Regions from separate parts of the Mus musculus genome. Here all the other regions are linked to region 1. The links are chromatin contacts, called in public HiChIP or PLAC-seq and capture Hi-C maps. All regions are on one chromosome and are shown on one strand. The core of a region is the stretch at or near the end of the contact, and the rest is flanking DNA. Distances in the headings are between cores, read along the strand shown.

Region 1 (2,801 bases), core at 226-2,725:
CAGAAAAGCAAATGTGTTCCTGGAAAGAGGCTGGTTGACCCAGCTTGCCTTCTGGCCCCGTCACTGCATGTGACTGTGTTCAGACACGTGGCTGATTCACCTTCTGCTCTGGGGACCAGTGGATTCATTTCTATCATCACAGTGGACATTTGAAATTCTCTGGTCTTGTACAGAGCAGTTTGGCTTTCTGCACAGCATCCCTCTCTGCCTTCCACTTTGACAGTCACCAAGCCACCTGGAAAACTCCCTAAGCAAAGAGCCTTCCACACCAATAAAAGTTGGGTGGTTACCTCCAGCATAGCAAACAGATTGAGACTGGATATAAATCTTTCTTACTCCTCACACATGGAAATAAAGGCATGCTTTGTTGTTGTTGTTTTTTTGTTTTTTTGTTTTTTTTTCAGTTCTATGAAATATTACAGGGATGTTTTGGCCTCAAATTCGCAGGCATGTCAACATCAGACCGTCTGTACAGAAACTTGGGAGCCACCACAACATGAGCCTACTTCATCTAACTCTATGTTTGTGTCTACTGACATCCATTCGGGGACACAAACACTATTGATGGTCGCCTCCACTCACAGGTCAGGAAATGCTGACTGACTGATCTTCCCCTTGCTCCAGGGATGAAGGGACCCATATTCTTTGAAACCAATCTTATCGTACTGCTTGGGACAGTGGCATTGGGTCGTTTCTGAGATGGCTGACTGCTCCCCCACCCCCAATTCCCATCTGCTGGTATTCATATTCTTGTGTAATTCTTTCATCACGAATGGTAGATGGATGTACATGTTGCTATCAACAAATCAAATATGGTAAAAATGATAGGACATCCAGACCAAGACTAGGCTATCAAAAGCTGTGATTTCCCCTGCCGCTACTTTCCTTGGCTTGCTCTGATGACACCAGCTGCCTTGATTTCATCTGTCTGTGGAAAGTATCCTGTGGCAAGGCAAACAGTGCTATCCGGACAATGGCCCACGAGAAAGGGAAGCTCTGCCTGGAAACCAAAGCCTCTCACCTCAGCTGTACGACTGAGTGAAGCCATACTTGGGTCTCTGACTCACTGGAGCTGAGAGAGGAGGTAGGTGTTTTGTTTTACGCTATTGCATTTTGGGGGACATTTTCCTACAGCAATAGACAATAGAACAGGCATATCCTTAGTTCCAATCATTGGTGTCTGAGTCTTCATGTTCAGGATCCAGCCAATGGAAGGCCTCTGGTGGGAAAAGAGAGAGAGGCCAGGTGAAAGGGAAGCTTACTGTCTGTCACAAAGAAGACAGGGGAGCGGTTGCTCTCTTACATGGTCACCCTTACCTCAAAAGATGGTGGCTTCCTTCTCACACATGAAAAGAAACATTTCTTAGCATTTAGTGCTCTACTTCAGCAGGCCTAATGTGTTCAGAGATCTCGGCTTAGGACCCTCCCTGCAGAAACCTTGGCAGCACCCTGCTGTAAAACAACATCTCTATTCAAGTCTGTTACCGGTCCCTTTGGCTATGCAAATGTTTGGGTCAATCCTTTCCACTTAAGACATCCATTGAATCCCACCCCTCCCATCTGGATTTCCTAAGCCACTTTCCTTTTGTCCTTTGCATCTCCTAAAGACTTCCAGCTGTCCCAAACCACAGCTAGGGCTGAGGATCAAACCCCCAAGGGTCCAAGGGAGGACTTGGCTCTGAACTTTCTCCTAAACGACATAATTTTTAAGCATGTTTATTATAGCTTTCCAGGAGAAGAGGAGAAGAGATGTTCTTTAGTTTGTGAGCACAGGTTAAAAAGTAATTGAGACTAAATAAGTAAAAAAAAAACCACCTTCAATCAAAGAAACATTCTGTAAGCTGAAATATTGTGTGTTTGTGTGATGGCGCGTGTATATCTTCATACAGAAAACGTCACTATCGTTAGGAAATGTCACGCAAAATAACAAACACACCTTTTTCAATCTGGTTATAAATATGCAGAATGGAGTTTATTTTACGAAAGCGTTACACGCTTCCAACTGATGATATATCAATAAAGCTCTCGCTCCGAGATGTCATTAAAGCCGCATTTGTTCATTTCTATTTATTACGGGGGGGAAAACAAAATGAAAAAAGTGGGTTTGAGTCATATTTCCTGTGAGTTCATCATCTGCTGGCACATAACACTTGTGAATTTTATTCAATTCATTTAAAATGATTTCTAACATGCAGCCAGAAAGTTAAGGGCGTCAAGGAATGCAAAAGAATCAGCAGCCATCCAAGATTTCTCAGGAGACAGATTCAGAATCGCAACGAAGGGAGCTTTTCCTTAAGGAGCTGTGTCTTAGAAAAATTACCTCTGATGAACCAGGATGCTTCCTCAGACACTCGGCTCATTTGTGTTTTGATATCAGGAGGCTCCAATGACCTTCTGAAGGTTGATATTTTTCTCCTTTCTATTTTTCTTATGAATAGGTCAGACACGAGCCAGGATCTATGACTTTCCTTCCGAACACACAGTTCTTCTTGTTTATTCCCTAGATGTGTGATTACAAAGAAGTCAGCTAGGTGAGAGTGCTGGGGGCAGGCGGTGAATCTTCATCCAGAATTTGAACAAAGCCTATCAGGGGCTGAGCCCACGCAGGTAGATACTCAGAAGTGGATTTTAAAAGAGGAAAAGCCAACAGCCAGCAAATCAAAGCAGGGCGAGAAGAGACCTCACCTCCTTTTCAGCAATCTCTCAATTGTCCCAGAGTTGAAATTCTAGAAAAAATATTTTCTCTATACTTTTTCTATTTGAGGATACTCTTATAGAGGGCAGGTAGCCTTGCCAGGCAG
Region 2 (2,700 bases), core at 43-2,542, 750 kb after region 1:
GGGATCTTCTCCCATCAGGGATTGAACACGTGTCCTCGGGTTTGTTGGCAAGCCCCTTTACCTGCTGAGCCATCTCATGGGCCCTCATTTCTCTTTTTAATCACTGCCCCCCTTGCTCCTTTGGAGCGGAATGAATTGCCGGTAAGGAATGTGTCTGCCAGGAGGCCCCTATCTGAGCCTAGAGACTGACAAGTCTCAGTTACCTGAAGCTTGAACTGAAGTAACACACCGGAGCGGAGGGTTGTCCTGCCGTGCACACCAGGCCTCCTGTCCTGGAATACTAATGTGCCTGTGTTGGATGTGACAAAAATCAGGAGGAGTGGGAGAGAAACTTAAAAAGTAAGGAACTTTCTAGAATGTAACCGCCACCGACCCTGCGGTGTGGAATAATTGTCAAATTGTCAAATGTGTGCATAAACACATAAATAAGATGAATTTATTTTCATTATTCATCTTCTATGCTCTTTCCCTTATTTATGTTTTAAACAACAGTTACAGTAAATGTAACATTTTTAAAGGGGGTGGGGGGCTAGAGAACCTGCCATGGACAGAGAGATGATCAAGAAGCCCTGGTGTACCCCAAATCCTGTTTCTTCTTTACAGTCAGCAAAATAAAATAAAATAAAATAAAATAAAATAAGCCTTAACTGGAGTCGCACTCCATTCCCATGTGGGTGGCAGGTGCTGGTTTATTGCGAAATGTCACAAAATCAGAATGTCACAGAGTGAGACACGAACTGGTGGGAACTGTTTTCCCAGACTGGCTACCCAATTCCTCAGAGACGCAGGGGTCCCCCTGGCTAAGCCTAATTCTGAGCACTCTTGAATCACTAGTGATGTAAATTAGCCAGGGTGACCTGTCTGGCCAACCTGGCACTCAGAGTCCCAGACCCCTATGAGGCTGGTGCCATGTCTGACCACAAAGGCTGGGAGCATGAGTCACCAGCCTCCAGGAGCGGGATCCAGAGAACCTCAGTTGCCAGCACAAGGATACTAATGCACTGAGCAGTGAAAGCGAGCAATGAAAGCCATCAGGCCCAGCTACTACTGAAGGAACAACTGGCGTTAGCTTCGGACCTAGAGAAAGCCACGGCCTGCCACACACATGCACTGCGCAGTGCAGGGAAGTCCTCTGAGCTACTGGCTCAAGGGGCAGGCACAGCCCCACATGGCTCCCATTCCTCTGCCAGTGGAGAGGAAGACTTCACAAAAACCCAACGTTTACAATCTACACCCTCCAGTTTCTCACCAAAGTCTTCTCTTTCTGAGGCTGGGCTTGACCACGTGGGTTGCATTGGCCAATCAGATGTGAGCAATTGTGTCAGCCAGGTTCCTCAGAAGGTATTTGCTCCTCTGTGGTTGCAGTTGGAGGGCGCACAGGCCAGGAGGGTGTGGGGTGGGGAGCAGACCCCAATTCTACTGTCTCTGTTGGCTATTCGTGCCACTCAAGCCTTGGGCTCCCTTTGTATACTTTGTAAACCCCTGCGTTTGTTCTTCGGGCTGTTCTAAGAGGCACTAGTTTGCTTTTCCGTTGCTGTGGCAAAATACCATGACAAAAAGCAACGCAGACCATTCCGGTAGGGAGCAGGGCACCAAGCAGTAGGCACCGTGGCAGGAACGAGAGGCTGAGAGATTACATCTTCAACCACGTGCAGAAAGAGGAGAACGGAAGTGGGACAAGGACATAAACTCTCAAAGCCCACCTCCCAGTGATGTATTTCCTCTAGCAAAGCTCATGTCCTAAAACAGTGCCACCAACTGGAGACTCTGGGTTCAAATGCATGCACCTCTACCACTGGAGAGATCTCTGGAGGTGGGGCAGGACTGATGACTCAGCGGTTAACAGCGGGGGGGGGGGGGGGGGGGGGGGGGGGGTTCTATTGCCAAGAACCGAGGTTCAATTCCCAGCATCCACACCAGGGAGTTCACAGCCGTTCCTAGGGGTCCAACGCCCCCATCTGGCCTCCATGGGCACTGCACACACGGTGCACATGCATAACACTCAGGCACGTGTGCACACATATAAAATAAGAGGACATCTAGAGGGGAGTGAAACTACACCAGAGGTTTGCAAAGGACACTTTGTAAATGCCACACTGTTACACAAGTGTCCACTGGAGACTCGGAGCTAGTCTCCCAGTGCCAGGGGACACTGTATAGATCAGATCGCAAAAACACTGCCTGAGGGAAACTCGAAGCCAGTCCCCCATTTTGCTGAGGTCAGACCCCAAGCCTCAACCTCCCTTGGGCTTCCTGGGTCCCCTGGGTAAATTCTTCTTGGCTCTTCTGGCCCGTTTCCTAGGTAGGCTGACAAAAGGGAAGAGTGGTCCTTGGTGATAGGTTCCCCTGTTGCTTGATGACTCTCATTGCATCCAACAGCTCTTTAAAAGTTCCTATATTGAAATATTTGACTTACAGAGGGGAAAGCAGATGCAAGCACACATGGAAAGTTCAAAAGAGAGACAGATGGAAAAGCAGTGGAGAGGCTTGTCACTGCTGTGGGAGGCCACCCTGCCACAGGCTTTGTCACTGCTGTGGGAGACCACCCTACCACAGTCTAACGACCAAAGCCAAGAAATCGGTGCTGACAGTCTAGCCACCAAACTTCAGAACATGTTTGAATGTTCCCACTTCTTAGTCATTTTCTTTGCTTTCCTAGGACCTAACTCAGGATTTCAGGTTAGATTTAGCGGCCACAGC
Region 3 (2,925 bases), core at 236-2,735, 810 kb after region 1:
AAGGAAGGAATTTTAGCAACACAGTGCATGCCTGTAATCCCAGCACCCGGGAGGTAGAGGCTTGTGTAATGCCTATGCGGGGAGTTTGAGGCCCAAAAGCTTCAAGTTTGTTGTGCTGAGCTGAACTCTTGAACATGGCAGTGGTCTGGCTCAGATGATAACCCTTTATACCACACAACTCCAAACCCAGAGAATGTGGTTCTGAGGATGGGACCTAGGGTTTGCCTGTTACCAGGCACTCGCCAACTAAGCTGTTTTTGGTTGTTGTTCGGTTTGCTTGGCATTTTGTGTGTGAGAATGGGAGTTGGTTTTGGGACAAACAGCAGTGTAGCACTGGCTGGCTTCAAAGATGCTCAGTAGCCAACCTTGACCTTGACCTTGACCTTGACCTCCTGATCCTCCCGAATCCTTCTACCACCTCACCAAGTGCCTTTGAAATGGAGAAGATTCAAACGCAAGAGTGACTAGACACGAGTTGAAGCTCTGCAAAGGTCACCACCACACACAAGCACACATGCACATACATGCACACACACATTCATTCACACACTCTCCCATACACTCACAAACACACACCACACAAGCTCGTACAGTCATCCAATCAGGAGAAAAGGCAGTGGAGGAAGGGTGAATGTAGATCCTTATTTTCCACTATCCAGACTTCAGTACTATTGGGGGATTTGAACCATTGACAGACTATTTGACTTGGTAGATTTTTTTTATTGAGAGCAATTTCATCAGGATGGCAAGGGCTGTGAAAAATACTACTCGCGGACAGGATTGGCTGCCAGAGCCACTGTGCATCCTCTCGAAAACCCAAAGCCACATCACTCTGGTCACACAGAACTCTCAGCACCAGGAAGGAGCAGCCACAGAGTGCCATGTGCCTGATGCCAGCGCCACCGTGTGGCAAAGGTTTGAAGCTTCCGTTCACTTGGACTGAAAGATTTTTGGCCCGTTCCTAAACTTACGAGATTGATACGTATTAGCAAAAATGTCAGACACATAGGGAAACTTAAAACACAACCCTGTATCACAGTTGTAAGATTTGAGTGTATTAATTTGGACAGAATAAGATAGCAACTGAGCCACAACCATCAGTCAAGGTGGAGGCCAATAAAGATTGTCCCCAGCTACATGATAGTCTAAGGCCACCCTGAGTTGCATTAAGACCCTGCCCCCCTCCCCAAAAAAAGAGATTAAAACAAATTTTAAATTGGGGTGGGGGGGGTGAATTGAGACAGGGTTTCTTTGTACAGCCCCGGCTGTACTGGAACTAGAGCTATAGACCTGGCTAGTCTTGAACTCAGAGATCCACCTGCCTCTGCCTTCTGGATGCTGGAATTAAAGGCTTAAGCCACCATACCTGGCAAACACACACACACACACACACACACACACACGTGCACACACCAAGCCCTACAGGATGGAGAGATGGCTCTGTGGTCATGAGCACTGGCTGTTCTTCCGGAGGAAGAGCTCAGCTTCTAGCACCCACTCGTGGTGGCTCACAACCATCTGTGACTCTAGTTCCAAGGGATCGCATGCTCTCTTCAGGCCTCAAGCACCACGCACACAGGTGCACATGCATACATACATACATACATACATACATACATACATACATACAAAGCCCTCATGCAGGCGGGCATCAACCCTTGGCTTGTGAGCTGCAGGGTACTCGGAACAGAACCCTGGGATCATCTTTTTAAGTGACAGACAGGAGGAGGCATGGTAGAGCAGAAGAGACAGGTTCAACTCTCACACTGCTGCATGGAGGACCAGAGGCTCCTCCTCTCAGGGTTAGAAAGTTTTCCCCTCCAGGACCATCTACTGGGGTTTTTATTGGTGGCTGGCTGGTCTGTTGTCTTTTTGAGACAGACCAGGCTTAAACTCCCGGTCCTTTTGCCTCCACCTCCCACACGCTGGGATTCTGGGGATGAGCCGCCACAGGACAACTTGCCCGCTTCCACTGCTAGGCAGAAGGTGGAGGCATCCTAACAGGTAGTGAGCAGACCGGAGTGAATGACGCTGTTGGAATGCCTGCTGTTGACATAGGCACGCCATCAAGGATGCCATCAAGGACGCCATCAAGGAGACAAAGCCTCCTTCGGTCTAATAACAATGTATGTTGGACATGCCCACCATAGCTCTCCCCTGCCAGGGCTTAACGCTCTAAGCAAGTACTCTGGCAACCTTCTCAGCCTGGTTTGTTCTTTTTCTAAATTAAACTGGGTTTCTGATGCCGCTGGGGGAAATAGCAAAACAAGATCTGCAGGCTCTTCCCTTAAAACTATTAAGTGTCACCACCAATGGCTCCAGCAGGAGCAAAGACCATTCCCTTGCCCCCGCACCCACAACTGACAACCAGGGCAAGTTTTCAAAGATGTGTATGTTTGAGCTAACTGCAGGATGACATTGTTCACCTTTATGATCTAGACAGCTGCTCTCTGCTCCGTTTGGAGTCCAGTCCATGGCTGTCCTCAGGAAGGATCCGATCCTAGGACAACCCAGTCCCTGCCTGCAAAGGACCTAGGTGCTGCCCCACCCACGTGGTGCCTGACCCAGCAGGTCTAGTGAAACCTGACAAGCCGAATTTCTAACAATTTTGCTATTCTGGGGCAACAACGACAAAGGTCAATGCAGATGGAGCACTGCATTATGTAGAGTGGGCTGAAGTCATGGTGCTAATTATCACACAGAACACCCCCTGTTCGGACCACTGGGAAAGTCAGACTAGACTGTGGACAGGCAAGAGCTGGAGAGCAGGGTAACTCAGTAAGGGGTGTGTGTGTGTGGGTGTGTGTGGGTGTGTGCACGTGCTCCACACCCTAAAAGATGAAAATAACAAGGAAAAAAATAAAAATAAAAACCCTCCCCCTCTCCCTGCTCAAAGTGAGTTCTAACCCTCTCCATTTCTCGTGG

The links. HiChIP or PLAC-seq counts read pairs in DNA pulled down with a chosen protein or histone mark. Capture Hi-C pulls out chosen DNA fragments and counts their contacts.
Region 2: a capture Hi-C map of embryonic stem cells shows a contact between it and region 1, with 6 times the contacts expected there. The contact joins two enhancer-like sites. A contact is called at or near these places in 1 of 484 Hi-C or Micro-C datasets (myocytes), 4 of 115 datasets of contacts at active chromatin or transcription factors (embryonic basal ganglia, embryonic stem cells and stem cell-derived neural progenitor cells) and 1 of 9 other capture datasets (embryonic stem cells).
Region 3: an H3K27ac HiChIP or PLAC-seq map of embryonic stem cells shows a contact between it and region 1, with 6 times the contacts expected there. The contact joins two enhancer-like sites. A contact is called at or near these places in 2 of 484 Hi-C or Micro-C datasets (embryonic stem cells and nephron progenitors), 3 of 115 datasets of contacts at active chromatin or transcription factors (differentiating embryonic stem cells and embryonic stem cells) and 1 of 9 other capture datasets (embryonic stem cells).

Annotation. Positions count from the first base shown.
Region 1 is chr2:169,292,071-169,294,871 of GRCm38.p6, forward strand. No RefSeq gene overlaps it. Among named protein-coding and RNA genes, the nearest start is that of Gm46788, 5.0 kb to the right of the region's middle. Within about 2 kb of position 1,476, at least 4 of the 459 cell types and tissues checked have an H3K27ac peak or open chromatin away from gene starts, as enhancers often do. A contact at or near this core is called in embryonic stem cells, where this site is marked.
Region 2 is chr2:170,041,724-170,044,423 of GRCm38.p6, forward strand. It overlaps a transcript of Tshz2 not described here. Among named protein-coding and RNA genes, the nearest start is that of A630075F10Rik, 28 kb to the right of the region's middle. Within about 2 kb of position 1,293, at least 24 of the 459 cell types and tissues checked have an H3K27ac peak or open chromatin away from gene starts, as enhancers often do. A contact at or near this core is called in embryonic stem cells, where this site is marked.
Region 3 is chr2:170,103,161-170,106,085 of GRCm38.p6, forward strand. No RefSeq gene overlaps it. Among named protein-coding and RNA genes, the nearest start is that of Zfp217, 27 kb to the right of the region's middle. Within about 2 kb of position 1,486, at least 10 of the 459 cell types and tissues checked have an H3K27ac peak or open chromatin away from gene starts, as enhancers often do. A contact at or near this core is called in embryonic stem cells, where this site is marked.